3 separate regions of the Mus musculus genome follow, and all the other regions are linked to region 1. Evidence: chromatin contacts called from public HiChIP or PLAC-seq and Micro-C data. All regions are on one chromosome and are shown on one strand. Each heading gives the region's core, a stretch centred on a gene start, on an enhancer-like site or on the middle of the called end of the contact. The rest is flanking DNA. Distances are from core to core; before and after follow the strand shown. Region 1 holds the start of Crtac1 (cartilage acidic protein 1). Region 2 holds the start of Loxl4 (lysyl oxidase-like 4). Region 3 holds the start of Golga7b (golgi autoantigen, golgin subfamily a, 7B).

The links. Hi-C and Micro-C count contacts between places; a contact is called where the count stands out from the background. HiChIP or PLAC-seq counts read pairs in DNA pulled down with a chosen protein or histone mark.
Region 2: a contact with region 1 is called in an H3K4me3 HiChIP or PLAC-seq map of embryonic stem cells, with 13 read pairs. The contact joins the promoter of Loxl4 here to the promoter of Crtac1 in region 1. A contact is called at or near these places in 9 of 39 promoter capture datasets (the C10 cell line, the HPC-7 cell line, embryonic stem cells and 5 more), 4 of 484 Hi-C or Micro-C datasets (bone marrow-derived macrophages, embryonic stem cells and myeloid progenitors), 1 of 115 datasets of contacts at active chromatin or transcription factors (embryonic stem cells) and 2 of 9 other capture datasets (adipose tissue and pancreatic islet).
Region 3: a Micro-C map of embryonic stem cells shows a contact between it and region 1, with 1.9 times the contacts expected there. The contact joins the promoter of Golga7b here to the promoter of Crtac1 in region 1. A contact is called at or near these places in 12 of 39 promoter capture datasets (the 3T3-L1 cell line, cranial neural crest, embryonic stem cells and 6 more), 1 of 484 Hi-C or Micro-C datasets (embryonic stem cells), 7 of 115 datasets of contacts at active chromatin or transcription factors (embryonic midbrain, embryonic stem cells, neural tube and 1 more) and 3 of 9 other capture datasets (adipose tissue, embryonic stem cells and liver).

The regions. Positions count from the first base shown.
Region 1 is chr19:42,429,971-42,433,410 of GRCm38.p6, reverse strand. Crtac1 (cartilage acidic protein 1) reads left to right here and starts at 1,623. Exons shown (of 15, transcript NM_145123.5): 1 at 1,623-1,801. The coding sequence starts at 1,778.
Region 2 is chr19:42,611,220-42,614,659 of GRCm38.p6, reverse strand. It overlaps Loxl4 (lysyl oxidase-like 4), which reads left to right and starts at 1,854. Exons shown (of 15, transcript NM_053083.3): 1 at 1,854-1,942.
Region 3 is chr19:42,254,234-42,257,673 of GRCm38.p6, reverse strand. It overlaps Golga7b (golgi autoantigen, golgin subfamily a, 7B), which reads right to left and starts at 1,935. Exons shown (of 5, transcript NM_027694.2): 1 at 1,491-1,935. The coding sequence starts at 1,502.

The DNA.
Region 1 (3,440 bases), core at 374-2,873:
AACCACTGGCCTGGAACCCTGAAGAAACAGGTTGATATTGGGTCGAGCACCCAGAGTCTCGGGATTCCTAATGATCCTGAAATTATACTCGAAAGTCACTTATGGGTAAACGTTGGCCAGTTTTTCCAGAAAGAGACGCCAGTGACTTTCGCCAGATTCTCAATGGTTCCTCACCGCTGAGGAGCTCCTTGGCGGCCCAAGAGATGGACTCTGCCTACGCTTAGCTTCTGCTTTTAAGAGAAGAGCACAAACGGGGCTGACAGTTCTAATCAGTACTGGGAGATAACCAGGTCCAGCTAGGAACTGGTTGACAGGGAACTCTATAGCAGAACCTTCATCCAAGTCTTTTTAAGCGTCAAACATACAGACGCCAAGCTAGTTAGTGAGTAGTGATCGCAAAGCCTTTGGAGCTGAGCAAAGAGTCCCATATCCTTCTCCGAGGCCTCGGGTCTGGCTTTCAGAAATCCACCGGTCTTATTCATGAAAGGTCAAAATTCACTACTTGCTGAGCACCTATTATAAGCCTGGTTCTATTGTAGATGCAAAAGGTCCATTGATGTGGACCTTAGCAAGTTACCTGCCCCAAACACAGGTATATGGGGAGCTACTAACGAAGTCATCTCCATGTTAGTTGCTCTCCCACCACTACCCTTGGGCCAGAGAGACCAAAGCCATTGCACCCAGCTGTGCCAGCTGGTGACAACGGAGAAAGAGCAAGCGGTAGTACTCCGTGTGGGCAAAAGATGCAGACGCCCTGAGCAGGTGGGCCAGGCTCAGCCCTGGTGGGTGTTGCTGGAGAGGGGGCTAGGTACGGTGAGGACTCTGCCTGCGGGGGCGGAGGGCGCGGATGTGGGAAAGCAGACTCTGCCCGCAGTTGCCTGGGCCGCCGCGCCTGACCGCCGAGCTGCGCTCGCCTGCTCCCCGCCCTCTGGGACCGTGGTGAAGCTCTGTTCCCCATACTGAGCAGTCCCCCGGAGGCGCTCGGACACGTCCCTAGGCTGGATAAAGATCGACTCGGAGCTCGCTCCCCAGCGAGAAATCTCGCCATCGGCGTGGCTCGCGCGGCCGCTCTGGCCGGGCCTGGGAGCCGCCAGATCGCTATCTGGGAGGCAGAAAGACAGCAGCGCGGCCGCTACCCCCCGCCCTGCGCTCCGCGTGGCTGCGGGGTCCTGGGGCTCGCCGGCCTCCCTTCCCCCCCTTGCACTGCCTTCCCCGCGCTCCCCCCCCCCCCGGGGACATCCGCTTCCCGCCCGCCCGGTCCCCAGCGTCCCTCAAGGCGCCCTCTCCCCACTCGCCAGGCCCCGCTGCCTCCTGAAGGTTACGCGGCGCGGCGGCGGGGCGCGGCAGAGCACGGGGGGCACCCGCCCTCGCCGCCGCCCGCGCCGCCGCCCACCCCAATGCCCGCCGCGCCGGGCCAGCCTGGCTGCCGGCTGCTGCCACCGCAATCCCGGCTCCTAAATCAGCGCGGGGAGGCGCCCCTTCCCCCACCCGGCTCCTCGGGCTCCCCGGGCCGCGATTGGCCGCGCGTGCGCCCCCCAAGCTTGGGCCCCGGCTCCAGCTGCCGCGCCATTGGCTGCGGGCCTCCGCCAGCCTTTACATAAGCCCGGGCGCGCTCGAGTGGAGTTGTATAAAGCGAGCGCGCGGCGTCGGGGCGGGAGGCTCGAGGCCAGCCCGGGACCAGGGCTGGGCGCTGCAAGGCGGCGGCGCCAGCGGCAGAGGCAGCATCGAGCGCCCGCGCTCCGACGCCCCCAAGCGGTGGGGCTGAGAGAGCCAGAGGATGGCTCCGAGCGCTGACCCGGGCGTGAGTATCCGCTCCTGGAGCCCCCACCCCTTCCGGCGGAGAAAGTTTCGCCAGCCTAGCGCACCCCTCCCCGCACGCCCCCAGGGGTGGCGGGGATGCAGCTGGGGACCTGGGAAGATCGGGACTGCGAAGGCGGCGACGCTGCTCCCAACTTGCCAAGAGGCGCTGGACTCTATTGGCGCGCAGATCCTCCCCGCGGGCTGGGGGCAAGGCGGGCGCCAGGCTGGAGGTGGTGGAAGAGATGGGAGCCGAGGTGTGGGGGTGACAGCCCACAGTTGGCAGAGAACGTGTTAGTGGCACAGAGGATGGAGGTCAGCGGTTTGAGAAGGGGGCAATGGGGCTAGTAGGGGGCGGAGCAGGTGAAGGCTGTGCTGAGGGTACCCGGGGAGTCACCCAGCTGGCGGGCTCAGTTTGGGGACGACTAAGCTACCATCCTCGGCCGACTGCCAACGCTTCCAGGTTGGGGAAGATCCCCCGGGGCATAGCTCTTCTCCCGGGAAGCCGAGCTGTCTCCCCTTGCACAGCGCTGAGTGGCAGAGTGCTCCCGGAGCCAGCCCGGTACACAGCGTAGCTGCCAGCCGCCTTTTGCTGGACCGAGGTGTGGTCTGGCTTTCTAGCTAAGGATGTTTCAGGCAAGCTCTTTTCTGGCATTCTAGGGGAACCATGGGGTCCCCCCCCCCCTTGATCTTATGGAATCAGATAAAGGTTTTGGTGGGGCAGCAGGCAGGCTTGGGGGCATGCCCAGCAATGCAGCGTGATTCTTTTGCAGTACAGTAGTTGGGAGCCCTGGTTAGTCCCGCTTCTGCAGAAACCAACTAAAGAATCCAAAGTCATCCCAGCTGGGATGGGAGCCTCCCTAGGGGTGGGGGTGGGGGGTTCCTTCTTGAATGACTAATGATTACTATTGCTATTGGGTGGGTTCACCTACCGTGACATCTGTACATCTCATCCGTCCTCCTGGAAGCGTTCATGAGTTGCACTTGAGGTACCTTCTGGGATGGGTGCAAGACTTCGAAAAATGAAGCCAGTTGGAAAAGAAAGCAAGAAGGTTCCCAGAGTAGAGGACAGCGGTTTGATGCTGTGTTGAACCTGGGAAGAACTCCTGGGGAAAAGCTATCAGGGGAGATTTGAAACCATGATAACTTGGGACAGGAAGTACCCACGTTGAATTAAAGCAGATCCAGAGACTTGAACAGTTCCTCACACTTGGGTATTGAGACAGAGACGTGGAGGGTGGAAAAATGGGAATATGAACAGTTGGCCCAATATGGTCTTCAAGGAGGCGTTTTTTCCCCCTCTCTCTTTCCTGTCTTGGTTAAAAAGCCTCTTCTGGAGGCAGGTTCTAAAGTCAATTTGGTAGGCAAGGAAGGGAGTTTAGTTCTTGGTGCTGGACTAGATTAGAACACTTTGGTCTCCAGTTGGTGCTGATAGATTCTGGAGAAGGTTGAAGGCTGCCGGTGGCTTCTGCTCTTGTAGCTGATGGGTTGGGGTTGAGCCATTCACCGTAGTACAACCCTACCAATGGGCATGTGTTCAAACTCCTTGGATACCTGCGTTAGGCTAATGATTTTATGTGTGTGTGTGTGGGTTTACCAATCCATGCCCACCCCACCCCCATTCCCTGTTTGCTTGCAGTCAA
Region 2 (3,440 bases), core at 605-3,104, 180 kb before region 1:
GTTGTATGTATCCACTACTCTATAAACTCACAGAGAGAAGGACAGGACCACAGGTGGCTTGCCTGTGTCTTCCTGGGACCAGTCTGGGGACCTGTGACTTCTAGACCATATATTCCAAATGTGAGTAGTTACTGAGTACTGCTGTAGGACTTGTAATATACTCAGGATAAACAAAGTCAAAGAGCTGCCAGGGCAAGGCAGACACTGTCTTGCCCATGAAGCGTATGGTAGAGGGTCACAGACCTTGGGCTGAGGTCCTGTGAGGCCAGGGAGTCAGGCAGGAGGAAGCTGCAGACCTAGTTAAATCCTGTCTCAGGCAGTGAAGATGAACTGAGTTCTCCCTTTGACCCTCACAAATTAGCACTTAAGAACAAGGGGAAATCCCACTGGAATTAAGCTTAGGCCTAATACCCTCACTTTTCAAGGAAGACCCTCACCTGCTGTCCACCGTTGCCTCTGGCCAGTCTTGCAAGGTAAGGACTTCCGGCCAACATCAATTCATTCATTGGGTTCCAAGGTATTTTTAGCTCTGGGCAGCCAGGCCTGGTGGGTGACTGGCAGCAGGCGGAGCCTCCCATGTTGCTCCTGGCTCTGCATTAGAGGTGGCTGGGCAGAGGGTGGAGGCCCCGTGCATACCTGGTATCCTGGTCCACAGCTGCCTCATTGTCCCTAGGGGAGGAGCCGGGTTTCTGCCTCTGCCACTGACCTGAGGCTGGGAGCATTCTTTCCTGTTGATTCATCCTAGGGAATGTTTTGGGCCCAGGTCGGGTGGGGCAGGGCCACTGGGGGGACATCTTAGACATGAGCAGCTAGGGGTGGACCCAGGTCTCTGGCAACATGGTCAAGGTGACCTGGCTGTCACATGCCATCTTGGCCCTCATTACCTCTGCCTTGAGGTCACCTTTATTTGCACATCTTCCCTCTTCAGACTTGGGTACCCCCCTGCCAGCGTCTAGCACTTTAGCCCTTTTTCTAGCACATAGGAGAAAAATCAACAGAGGGTCCTGAATGAAGAAACCGTTAGCTGTCAATCTGAGGCAAGGTGGGGGACGCGCCGCTCACTGCTCTGAGACTAGAGAGGATACTGGAAACAGTCTGCTCATTTCACACGTGAGGTTCTGAAGGAGCTGAAGACTGGAAGCCCGAGGCCTGGAGCCTGGTTGCTTCTTCAGCTGGGGGACTCCCCTCCGCAGGCCTTCCTTCATTTGTTGTGTTCCACAGCCTCTCATTCCCCTCTGTCCTCCACTGCCCTCATCCCCTGAACCTGGCAAGGACCAGGGACATCCTGGCTAAGTACCGGAAGTCTTAAGTTCTCTGCTGCGAGGTTTATGACTCTGGGAAGCAAATCCTGTCTCCTGGGACTGAACTTCATAATGAGCAGAGCTTTGCTCTCAAGCCGCCTTCAGTAAACCTTGGGGACCAGGTCACAGAGAGACTGTTACTTAAGCTGCATCACCCAACCACTGAACGGGGCCCTCACCCCAAAAGAACGCCTGCATTGCCCTGCAGAAGCAGCCCACGGGATCCAGACCTAAGACTGTGGGGCGCTCAGTTCTATAAGGTTAATGGGACACAGCTCCGATCGCCCATTAGACAGAGGAGAAAACCGTGCCTGCAGAGGCACTCGCAGACCGGATCCTTGCCACCCGACGCTGTCCCCCGCCATGCGTCTCCGGGACTCCGTCACCCCCCACGCTCCCCGCAGCGCCTGGGACTTCCCAACTTGGCCCAGTCCCGAGCTGCGCGCCTGGCTGGTGGCCGGCCGGGCGGGGCTGCCCGTGCACACAGGCGCGCCCGGGGCGGGGCCTGCGACCTCCCCCGGGGAAGGCCCGGACTTGGGGCGGGAGGCTGGCGGATAAAAAGCCCCCAGGGCGCCCCGGGAGGCCCGTTAGCGCTGCTCTGCCGTGGCGCCCAGCCCAGCCCCGACCTCCAGATCCTGCCGGTGAGCTCCTGCCTGTTGCGATCTCCTGTCTGCCTCTTGCTGTCTGTCTTGTCCTTTCTTCTGTTTCTCGCGGGTGGGCAGGCCTCTAGAAGCTCAGAGGAATGGGGGGATCCCATGGATAAGTCAGCCCAGTGGGTGGGTCACAACCTGCTTCCCCACTGGACAAGTGCCCATCATGTTAGGGGAGTTGGTTCAAGGCTACATGAGTGGAGAGAGCTCTGGCAAGCAGGAGTCTGGGTGTTAGGTTTGTGAATACACTGTGTGTGAACACACTGTGTGTAACCATTTCTCACCCTGAAAGAATGCTGGGGACGGAGTAAAATAGAACTAGATGTCTCTCCTGTGACTCGGGGCACTAAGAGCTGGAGCAGAGCTGGGCTCCCCTCTACATAGAGCTGACTGCTGGAGATGATGTGAAAGAGGGTTTGGAGGCAGAGGGCTTCAAACCCCACCTTCCCCAGCCCTATATAGGTGGGAGCCTATTTGTAGGCTCTGCTCTAACCACAGGAACGATGCCATAAGGGTACAGGGCCTAGACCAAGGCCCAGAGAGTCACAGAAAAAGGACTAGGAGTGACCCACAGCTAGCCTCTCAGGATAGCCGCCCCCCCCCCCCAAACCTCTAGGAATCCTGGGCAATCATCCTCTCGCAGCCTTCCCTCCTGGCCAGGGCAGGTGCCTGTGTCTTCAGACTTCACTCCAGTGCCCTTGCACTTCAGCCTGAGTCATATAGCCAGTGACAAGGTAGAGTTCCATTCACCCTCCCTCTCTCTCCCTCATCCAACATCGATCAATCAATGAGAGCCCAGACTGTAGCCAGGTGGCCTGTTTGAATTCTGGCCAGTCCAGCTATTTCATTTCCTGGGGCCCCGACCTTTCCATCTGTGAAATGGAGAGGCCTATTCAAACAGGGTCCTAGAGGCATTCTTATCCTGTGGCCCCCTCACCCATTCCCTTCTCCCTGGGGAAGAGAAAGGGCACCTTCTTTCTCCAAGACCCAGTTCTCAGCCCAGTCCTCCTGTACTCAGTCCAGTGGGAACAAATAGGAAGGTAGGATACTGGGAGGCCTTTCTGGAGGGAGCAGCATTTGAGCTGGGTGTTGACATGTGTGTAGGAGTTTAACAATGGGCCCTGGGAGATGAAGGCTCTGTCTTGGGAATGACAATGAGGAGACGAGCTTGGTGTGAGTAACAGTTCTGGGAACCTGGAGTGGGCAGGAAGTATGGAGGCTCTCCAGGGCCTGCATCCTGGTGGCTTGAAAGGAAGGGCACTGCCCTAGCTTACAGGCACAGGTCTTGCAGCAGAAGCCCACCCCTGCCTCTAGGCAAGGAGCCTGAAGGCCTGTGGCTTCTGAGGAGACCTCCAACAGTGGGAACTTGAGCCACAGTCACAAAGCAGAACAGCCTAGCCTATCAGAGACCCCCAACAGCATGTTAACACCCTAGGGCCATTTCACATGTGTGCAAATTGAGAGGCCAAGAGAGGAAACCTGGACTCTT
Region 3 (3,440 bases), core at 686-3,185, 180 kb after region 1:
GGGATAATGAAGCCTTCTTTGACTCCTTCACCAGGCTGAGGCAAGCTTCCAAGCCTCCGTCCTCTCGTCTGTTAATTGCATATAATAACACCATCCATGGCCACTTCACAGAGCTGCTCACACACGCACAGCCATTCTGTGTGCCGTGGCCTTGTACCCACAGAGGCGTTATGAGCAGAGTCTATCCCAGGGGAGAGTCGTCAAGCCTACTGCCAACAGCTTCTTGGAAACCTAGCCTCGACCGAGAAGTGTGAGTCTGTGGGTAGACTGTGTAGGCCACAGCAAACCTGTAGGGGAGAGAATGTAAGTCGGACAGGCCTTTTGGAGCCCATTAGATCACACTAGCAACTGCTGCTGTGGTCTGCCAAGCCTGCCTGCCCATGGGAAGGCGGGGGTTCTGGGAGGGCACGAATCCCTGCTAGCTAACCTCGTGCAACATCAGCAGGCAAACAATGCCAAGCAACATCAGGAGATCCAATGGAATGATGGCAGTAGCACTTGGTACTGATGTCATGCCACTCGCCGGAATCCCAGAGGCACCGCACAGAATCACTCACAGGCCTTTGCTCTCCTCCTTGGCAGTGGTCCAGCTAGGCTGGAAATGGGGAGTCACCACAAAAGCCGGCAGCAGCCGAGCTGGGGAGACCCAGTGTGCTGCAACACTCTAAAAATTCAAAGAAACTTTCAGCTCTGCTGTTGGCATGCTGTGTGGGTACCGAGCCAATCCTTTCTTCCGTATGTCAGCTTCACCATGCGTAAAGAGCTCTCCCCGGGGAGGAGTAACCTCTGGGGGTAGAGACACAAGTCCCGACTTCTTACACATTATGCCAAGATTTTGTCCTTAGCTAACAGGTCCCTTGGTCTATAGACACACTGTGAAGCACACAGTCGCTTCCCCCTCACAGGCAAATGTGGATACACTGAGAACAGCAGCTCAAATGGAGAAGGAAAGAAATTCTCAAAAGTGGGGGCTGGTGCAGGAGGTTCATTAAAACCAACCCTTTGGGTTCTGGGCCTGAGCATGTCTTTTTCCACGTTCTCCTCCTAAGGAAATGTGGATGTGAGGGAAGGTGTGTCTTCCCTAGACAAGCATTTGGGTTAGAAGCAGGATACTGCACCGCATAGCAACAACAGCAGTAGGCCACCTTCCCTCCCCTTACACAGGTGTGCAGGGATCTCCAAACCTCTAGGGAGTCAGAACCCTGTGTTCAGGAGAAGGGGAAACCCCAGACCAGCTGGGACTTGGTGCTATTGGTAACAAGTAGATTCCCAGGGCTCAGAGTGGCATGGGCAAGATTGACATGTCAAAGGTGAAGGGACCCCTCAGCAAAGCTCTGCTTATATGCCATGCCACTCCACACCTCCCACCATGAACCCAGGGAACCACCCTCTACCCCCATCCACCCCCGTCTTCTCCTCGTGCCCAGTCTGCCCCTAGTGGGGAATCATTCCCTGAGGCATTGCCTGCGGGTTAAGGTGTTGGGCCCTACCTCAGTGGCCATCTTCAGGGCGTTCTGACCAGTCCTTGGCTGTCGCTGGGCTGGTTCAGGGGGGCTGTCCGCGGTGCTGATAGGAAGAGCCGGTGGGCTGGCCGAGGCCAGCGAGGGCCTGGGCGCTGTCCGCGGTACTGATGAGATCGCCGAAACCTGAAGCGCGCTCCTGCCGACCGGAGGGTCCCTGAAAGGTGGTCCGTGCTGTCCACGGTGCTGACGCGGGAGCCGGACCGGGGAGGCGAGGCCGCGCCGGAGGCTCCTCACCACCCGATCGCCTGCTGCCAGGGTTCCTGCAGGCAATGGCCCGGTTTTATCTTTGACAGTGGCAGCAGCGGCGGGCACGGGGGCGGCGGGGGAAGGAGGGGCCAGCGCCTCGGCGGGCGGGGAGGGGGAAGCCGCGGCCCCCAGACTCCGGCACCCGCCGGAGAGGAGCCCCGCCCGCGGCCACCGGCTCCGCTCCCGCCCCACCCCGTCCCGCCCCGCCCAGCGCCCCGCCTCTCCTGCCTGCCCTCCCCCCCAGCAGGAGTGCCTAGAGCGTTGCGCTAGCTTCCACCGCCTCCGGGGACTTCCAGAAGCTGAAGAAAGAAGATGGGCTCTGCTGCAAGGCACCCGGCCTGCAATACGGAAGGCCCCACCATCCACAGGCCGCCAGCCTCTTACCTTTCCAAACACCTTCAAATTCTCACTCTAACCTTCCCGTCCTGCCCCAAGCACTACCCAGCCTTATGGGAACATTCCCTTCCCTCTTTTCTCCTTTCTGCTTCCTTAAATGGGTAAAATCCCATTAGCTAGGGGAAAATGCTGCAGATATAAGAGAGCATTTTCTTAAAACACATACGCACATTTCATCCCCAGGTTTTCCCTAGGGCCCTTTCTTTTATGGAAGCCAGTCTTTCTTTATGATCCTCCTAGTCCAGGTCCCACCCCTTACACTTCTGTCTCCCTACAGCCATCCCAGAGTTTATACACACTCCCACAATACCCAATTACCACCACTAATCAAAAACCACATGCCAAACCGGTATGCCCACTCTCCAAGGTGGTAATTTGGCATTAGGCCTTCCAATCAAATGGTTTATCTACTTAATAAGCAGAAAGGAAACCCCAACACAGGTGTCTTTGAACACATCCACAATAACCCCAGATCTGTGTCTGAGGGGAGCTGGGTACTTCTTCTACAGCCTGGCTGCCCACAGGTCAGCAGCGTCGGCCATGACATAAAACTGGAGTAGGTGCCACAACAGGCAGCCAGAAGACCTGACTCCAGGTCAGACTTCTCCCGATTTCCTACCTTGATTAGCTGTCTCACTCCCTGAGTTTACGGTCCTCTTTCTGCAGGATATACTTGTTGCCCTTCTTCATTAGCCTATAGCTAGGGTCCTTTCTTCTTCTACCAAATTTCCCATTTAAAATTTCCAAACATACAGGAGAAGTTGGGGAAAAGACATTTGCCAGAACAGTCTAACTAACTCAGTCAGCAATAGTATTTTTACATTTGATTTTGATTTGTTGGCTTTGCTGACGGAAACTGGATCAAGGAGACGTATATAATTTCACTAGATTATCAGAAAGCGATAGATTCCACAGTTTTATCCTTAAATACTTCAGCACTCATCCCCTCAGAATAAGAACATTTTCCTGAGGCAGGTGTGATGGTGCACACCTTTAATCTCGGCGCTCCTGAGGCTGAGGTGGGTGGAGAGACGTGAGACCTTGTCTCAAAAAGCAAAATAACATTCTTCTCTGTAATCACAATATCATTATCATGTCTTTTAAAATTCCATGGTAACCCTACTATTTTAGGATGGTTTGTTACCCCAAAGACATATTAATAGCTTTTTTTTCAGCAGAACTTTCTATTTTTAATACCAAACATTTATGGATCACTTAATGTGTGCCAGACAGTTCTACACTGCACATATATTTTGAAATCCTGACAATTGCTGT